2 separate regions of the Pan troglodytes genome follow, and region 1 is linked to region 2. Evidence: chromatin contacts called from public Hi-C data. All regions are on one chromosome and are shown on one strand. The core of a region is the stretch at or near the end of the contact, and the rest is flanking DNA. Distances in the headings are between cores, read along the strand shown.

Region 1 (3,262 bases), core at 190-2,689, 330 kb before region 2:
TGTACACTCAACAAAACAAGGGCAAAGACTCAAGTTCCTCTGATTAAAATCTCTACCTGTACTTGCCATTCAGATTTGTTGCTTCAAAATGGCTCACATAAAATAAATTAATACCCTAGATAACTTGCTAATTTCCTTTTCAAAAAAATCGTAAAATTTTCCTTCATAATGTTTCAAAGAAATTATTGTCCTAATTGGCACTTCAAGGGATAGATTAGAATGATTCATAATGTCCCTTCCTGCTCTGACATTCTATAAGTTCATGATTTGTGAGATTTTCGGAATATGGAAACATAGTTCTTTCTTCCCCAGTGGACACTAACTAAATAATTAATTCCTGTTTCAAGGAGCGCTCAAGGGCATGTATGCACAAAGAGGAGACAAATTATCTCATGATCAAATCTTGAGATTCTTGAGAACAAGAAGCACACCTCATTTCTTTTCTATCTTCCACAGCATGTTCAGCACAACTGGACTCACATATCACCACACCCAGTTCCAATTCTCAGCTGGCCAAAGCCTAGACAAACTACAGGTTCAGTGGGAATAAGGTTAAAATTCAAAAGATACAACTGGGTTTTAGAGTTGTTTTCATAACAACTCTAAAACAAAATAGTGCACCATAAAGGGTACTGCATAAAAGTTCACTTCTTTCCTGAACTTATTCAGGAGGAATTTAGATGGACCCATGAGTAAAGTGTTATTCAATGTAACAAAAGCCCTTTTGATAAGTAGACAGAGAATAACACTATTCAGAACCACATGTGATTGTCATATTCGTCTGTTTTCCTGTATTTTCCTTCTCACATAATTATTTTGAACTTTTAATTTCAGCCTATTATCGTTTTTATAATTTCCCAAGAAGATTGCGGATTTCCAAGAACATCACTTAAAACCTGGAAACCCCTTTACTAACAGAAGCATTCAATGAGGAAAAAAATACATCAAGATGGGGTCAATTCTGTTACTGTGCAGAGGAATCTCTTTGAAAAATGAAATGTCTTTCATTTCTCCCTCACCTAGTTTTTATTATCTTTCATAATATTTTTTAAGTATCATGAAGAAATTTGCATGCTGAATATTCATAGACAATATATAAAGATGTCCCTATGATATGAGAGAGGGCAGGGAAGTGCTGGGTAGAGAAAGGCAGGTCCCTGGCTAGGGCTCCACCCCCCAGGGCTGTGCTCAGGGACCTAGGTGAGGACAGGCATTTCTGTTTTCCTGCCCAAATGTTGCATTTTCCAAGACCACCCTGTCCCGCCACACCCCCATCCTGTGCCTATAAAAATTCCAAGACCCTAGCAGGCAGAAACAGAAGCAGCGGGTCGCCGAGAGGAACACACTGGCAAAAGAGCACACAGGCGGCTGGAGGTGGAGAGGACCGGAAGAACACATCGACAGGCACCAGCAGACGCCGGCAGGCCATTGACCTGTGAACAACAAGGACTGGAACCTGGCCGAGGCGGTCAGAGGAGTGTCCAGCTGCTGAGCGGCCAACTCCAGGGGAAAACCACCTTCCCGCTCCATGCCCCTTCTGGGTCCCCATCATCTGCTGAGAGTTTCCACTGTCAATAAAACTTTGCATTCATTCTCCAAGCCACACAGAGTCAAGAACCCGGGATACAGAAAGCCCTCTGTCCTTGCTATAAAGCAAAAGGTCTAATTGAGCTGACTAACACAAGCCGCGCACAGACGGCAGAACTGAAAGAGCACACTGTAACACAGGCCCACTGGGGCTTCGGCTGTAAAACATTCGCCACTAGATAGTGCTGTGGAGTCGGAGCCCCGCAACCCTCCATCTGCATGCTCCCTCCAGGAGTATGAGCAGCATGGCACTGAAGAAGCGAGCCACACCCCGTTGCACACCCTGAGAGGGGCATAGGGAACTTTTCTTATTTCACCTAGATGACTAAATGAAGACTATGCTGGTGCTATTTATACATATTGGCTTATTGCATTCTGCTCAATGAACAAAGAAAGCAAGCCTAACAAAGTCTATTGAAGATTTACATTCAGATTGTGTCATCGTATGTGTAAGATGCCTGGACAGAAGTCAGTTACTAAGTATGTACATATACATATACATACAGTTATCCCTCAGTATCTATTAGGGAGGGGATTGGTTCTAGGACCCACGAGATACCAAAATCCTCAGTGCTCAAGTCCTTGGTATAAAATGGCATGGTATTTGCATATAATTTAAACGCAGCCCCTTGTATACTTTAAGTTACCTCTAGATTACTTTTGATACTTAATACAACGCAAATGCTATGTAAATAGTTGTTATACTGCATTTTAAAATTTATATTATTTTTTATTTTTGTATTATTTGTATTGTTTTTTCCCTATTTTTCATCGACAGCTGGCAGAATCATGGATGTGGAACCCACAGAAATGGAGGACTAATATTGTGTGTGTGTGTGTGTGTGTGCATGTGTACACACATATATCCAAACCAATTTAAGGAGCTATAGCATATGAAAAATGATCATTTCGAAAATTTCACATGCATAGAAAAATAGACTAGAAACTTCTGTTTCACTCATAAATACCATTGAAAGAAGTTTTACTCATTTTGTTATGAACTTAACTTTCTTAGGTTTAACAGAACTTAAATCTTAGTAGTCGTATTTATCTTTCATGGTCACATAACTGTTTCTGAATGTGTTCATTTAACTGCTGCTGAAGCTAGTTTCTTTTTAACAGTAAACAATAGTGTCTTCTACTGTTCCTGACATTGCATGTTGTTTTCTTAACAAAGTCTACCCATTCACTTTGAAAGACTTTCAAACAAATCAAGAAACTTACCAGGAGCCTTATAGGAGTCATGGAGTCCATAATTCTGAAGAGACTTTAGCCTCAAATTTCCACTCCATCTATTGTATGCACACAACCAAGATCAGTCAGCAATAATCTGGGGCATGCTGACAGGATAAATTATAATGTGCCACAAGAACAGAGAGGAAATGTCAAGGTTCAAAGACACCTAATGCCTCTCAGCTCTATGTACCAGGAAAATGAAAAGCAATTTTATGACACATATTTTAGCAAGTGCTTTCTCTACGACTAGGGTACCATTACTCTGGCAAGTGTACCTGGTACTTATAACTACCTTTTAAACTTTTACTATATCTCAGATAACAGTTTTTAGATTTTTTTAAATATACTTTAATGTTTCACATGGGTTACAAAGTGACTGGAAGAGACAGCCCTACTCTTCTCCTTTGCCGCCTCCTACACCCTGCAGGTTGAGTTCTCT
Region 2 (3,258 bases), core at 305-2,804:
CTTTCTGACAGGATGGAAGCAATGCACTGAATGTATCTCCCCAACATTCATATACCAAAATCCTAACCTTCAATGTGACAGTATTAGGAGGTAGGGCCTTTGGAGGTAATTTAGATCATGAGAATGGAGACCTCATCTATGAAATTTGTGCCCTTAGAAGAGACCCTAGACAGCTCTCTAGCCCTTTTCTGCTACGTGAGGACACATGGAGAGTGCCAGCTATGAACCAGGAAGTGGTCCCTCACTTCCAGATCTTCTGGTGCCTTAATCTTGGGCTTCCCAGCTTCCAGAACTATGAGAAATAAGTGTCTGTTGCTGAAGCCATGCACCCTATATACTCTGTTATAGCAGCCCTGACTGACAATGACTAACCACACATTTGCACATCTTCTCCTCAATGTTTCTCCAGCTTTCTTACTGCAAGGATTCACTTTTGGATATTGTTGCTACAAACTTTCCCTAGACCCTTCTGTACACATTCCACTAGTCTGTCAAATCTAAAATCCTCTCCCATAAAGCCAACTCCAATATATTTTATCCCTTACAGAGAGTTTAAAAAAAAAAAAAGGTAAGATAGGGCCAGGCATGGCAGCTTACCCCTTGATATGGTGTGGCTGTATCCCCACCCAAATACCATCTTGAAACCCTATGTGTTGTGGGAGGGAACAGGTGGGAGATAATTGAATCATGTGGGGAAGTCTTTCCCATGCTGTTCTCGTGATGATGATTAAGTCTCACGAGATCTGATCATTTTATAAAGAGGAGTTCCCCTGCAAGAGTTCTCTCTCTTCTCTTGTCTGCCACCAGGTAAACATGCCTTTCACCTTCCACCATGATTGTGAGCCATGTGGAACTGTGAGTCCAATAATCTTCTTTTGGAAATTGCCAAGTCTTGGGTATGTCCTTATCAGTAGCGTGAAAATGGACTAATACACCCCTGTAATCCCAGCACTTTAGGAGGCTGAAGTGGGAGGACTGCTTGAGCCCAGGAGTTCAAAACCACCTGGACAACATGGTGAGACCACGTCTCTACTGAAAAATTTTCAAAAAATTAGCCAGGAGTGGTCATGCACACCTGTAGTCCCAGCTATGCAGGAGGATCACTTGAGTCCTGGAGATCAAGGTTGCAGTAGGCTATGATTGGGCCACTGCCTGGGGTCAGACCCTGTCTCAAAAAAAAAAAAAAAAAAAAGAGAGAGAAAGAAAAGGTAGGATGAGAAACCCTTGGTTTGATTGGTCTTCATTTCCCAGTGAATTGATGTAAGAGTAGCCATTTTCTCCCTATTTATCATCCCTCATTTCATGTACATAATTATGGCCCGTGGATATATCTCATATGTCCAGGCTTTTCCCACCTTCTCTTACTCTTCAAATTTTTTGTCTATCAGCCACCATTCCGGGCCTCAGAGAGCTATGCATTCAAAGGTAAGCCTGAAACTCTGATTTCATTTCAACACGTTCTTCGGCAGCCATTTTGGTATAAACAATGAGCAGCTGAGTAACCAGTTAGTTCCACAGGACAAATCCAAGCAAATATTCCACAGGCTCAAGTGCTTCCCCCTGCTGACAAGGCCTGGAGGCTGCTTAGGATGGGCAGATGAGAAGATTAAAATGCATTGCCAGGCTTTCATCTTTTAATTGGTCTCTCTCTTTGGCATTCTTTTGGAAGACAAAAGCGTGGGATGAGGCTTTAGTTTCCTTCCACTTCACACAAACATGAGTCAACTCTAGCCAGAAGGGGTAAAGAACACTCAAATATGTGGCATAGCAGCCTCATTCCCAGAGGCCAGCACGGTTCACAGAAACTGCAAACCCAGCTTACTCCAAGTCCATGTCTGAGTCTTACAGGATGTTTACTGAGTATCTGCTATACAAAATGAAATCAAAGCAAATTCCATGGAAAATCTAAACCGAAAGATACTCAGGTGAAATCTTTTCATGTTATCTAACAAATTCTGGGAAAATCACCTAGATGATAAACAACTGGAAAGTTATGGAAAACATTATTTCCAGTTTCCAGTATTGCTGCTTTCACAAAATAATTTACTGAATAGCTAAAGATAGGCGGAATTCACCAGAGTTAACCCAACAAATCGCAATGCCATAGAAGATCAAACCTTAAAGGAGCCTCTACAATTATCTAACAGCTGGCATAAGTGTAAATCACTTTAAGTGAGAAAATTAGGGCTCTTGCCTTAAAGAGACAAAGTAACATTGGTAGGGCTGAGCAAACTCTGTGTGTGTGTATGTGCGTGTGTGTATATATACACACACGCACATACACACACACACACATATATACACATACGTATATACACACATGTATAGATGTATACAGCAACAAGCACAAGGTTTGGGTTAGACACAACTGTTTCAATTCCAGCCCTGCCACTCTCTAGCTATGTTACAGGATTTCGAAGCCTCCCTCTATTTTTCCTTCTATTTAATCCTATTTACCTAAGAAGGTTGGCCAACTCCTATGTCCTTCCCAAAGGCTTTCTGCCTTCCATGGTAAAACTTGTTTAAAAAAAAAAAAAAAAAAGCCGGCCGGGCGCAGTGGCTCACGCCTGTAATCCCAGCACTTTGGGAGGCCAAGGAGGGCGGATCACCTGAGGTCAGGAGTTCAGGACAAGCCTGACCAACGTGGAGAAACCGCATCTCTACTGAAAAAAATACAAAATTAGCCAGACATGGTGGCACATGCCTGTAATCCCAGCTACTCAGGAGGCTGAGGCAGGGAATCGCTTGAACCTGGGAGGCGGAGGTTGCAGTGAGCAGAGATTGCAGAGATTGCACCATTGCACTCTAGCCTGGGAGACAAGAGCGAAACTGCATCTCAAGAAAAAAAATTTCAAGGTGACAAAGTTGGGATACAAAGTACTTTTCCAGTACTTCTGTACACCAAAAATAAAATTCTAAGGCCGCCCCCAACCATCTAAATGGACCCCTTCCCTCAGCCAAGGGCATTGCAAAGTTAACCTGAAAAACGAGTTCAGGATAAGATGGGAAGTGGAGGTGAGGGTCAGATGCCTCATTCTGTCCCCCCTCCCTTTTGGAATTCAGGAAAAGCTGACCAACATTAACATCAACCCAGACCTTAACTCTGATAAGACATATTCACAATTTATTCTCTCTGAAGCCTGCTACCTGGAGGCTTCATCTGCATAAAACCTTGGTCTCCCCAATCCCTTATCATCATTCAGGCATTCCTTTTTATTGATAATAATTCTATCAACAAATTGCCAATCAGAAAAATTT

The links. A called contact is a pair of places that touch in the nucleus more often than the background predicts.
Region 1: a contact with region 2 is called in a Hi-C map of induced pluripotent stem cells, with 2.7 times the contacts expected there. The contact joins two enhancer-like sites. A contact is called at or near these places in 2 of 7 Hi-C or Micro-C datasets (both in induced pluripotent stem cells).

What each region holds. Positions count from the first base shown.
Region 1 is chr14:81,705,863-81,709,124 of NHGRI_mPanTro3-v2.0_pri, reverse strand. No RefSeq gene overlaps it. Among named protein-coding and RNA genes, the nearest start is that of LMO7, 470 kb to the right of the region's middle. Within about 2 kb of position 1,439, at least 7 of the 24 cell types and tissues checked have an H3K27ac peak or open chromatin away from gene starts, as enhancers often do. A contact at or near this core is called in induced pluripotent stem cells, where this site is marked.
Region 2 is chr14:81,371,752-81,375,009 of NHGRI_mPanTro3-v2.0_pri, reverse strand. The region is part of intron 8 of LMO7 (LIM domain 7); the gene reads right to left. Among named protein-coding and RNA genes, the nearest start is that of LMO7, 140 kb to the right of the region's middle. Within about 2 kb of position 1,554, at least 2 of the 24 cell types and tissues checked have an H3K27ac peak or open chromatin away from gene starts, as enhancers often do. A contact at or near this core is called in induced pluripotent stem cells, where this site is marked.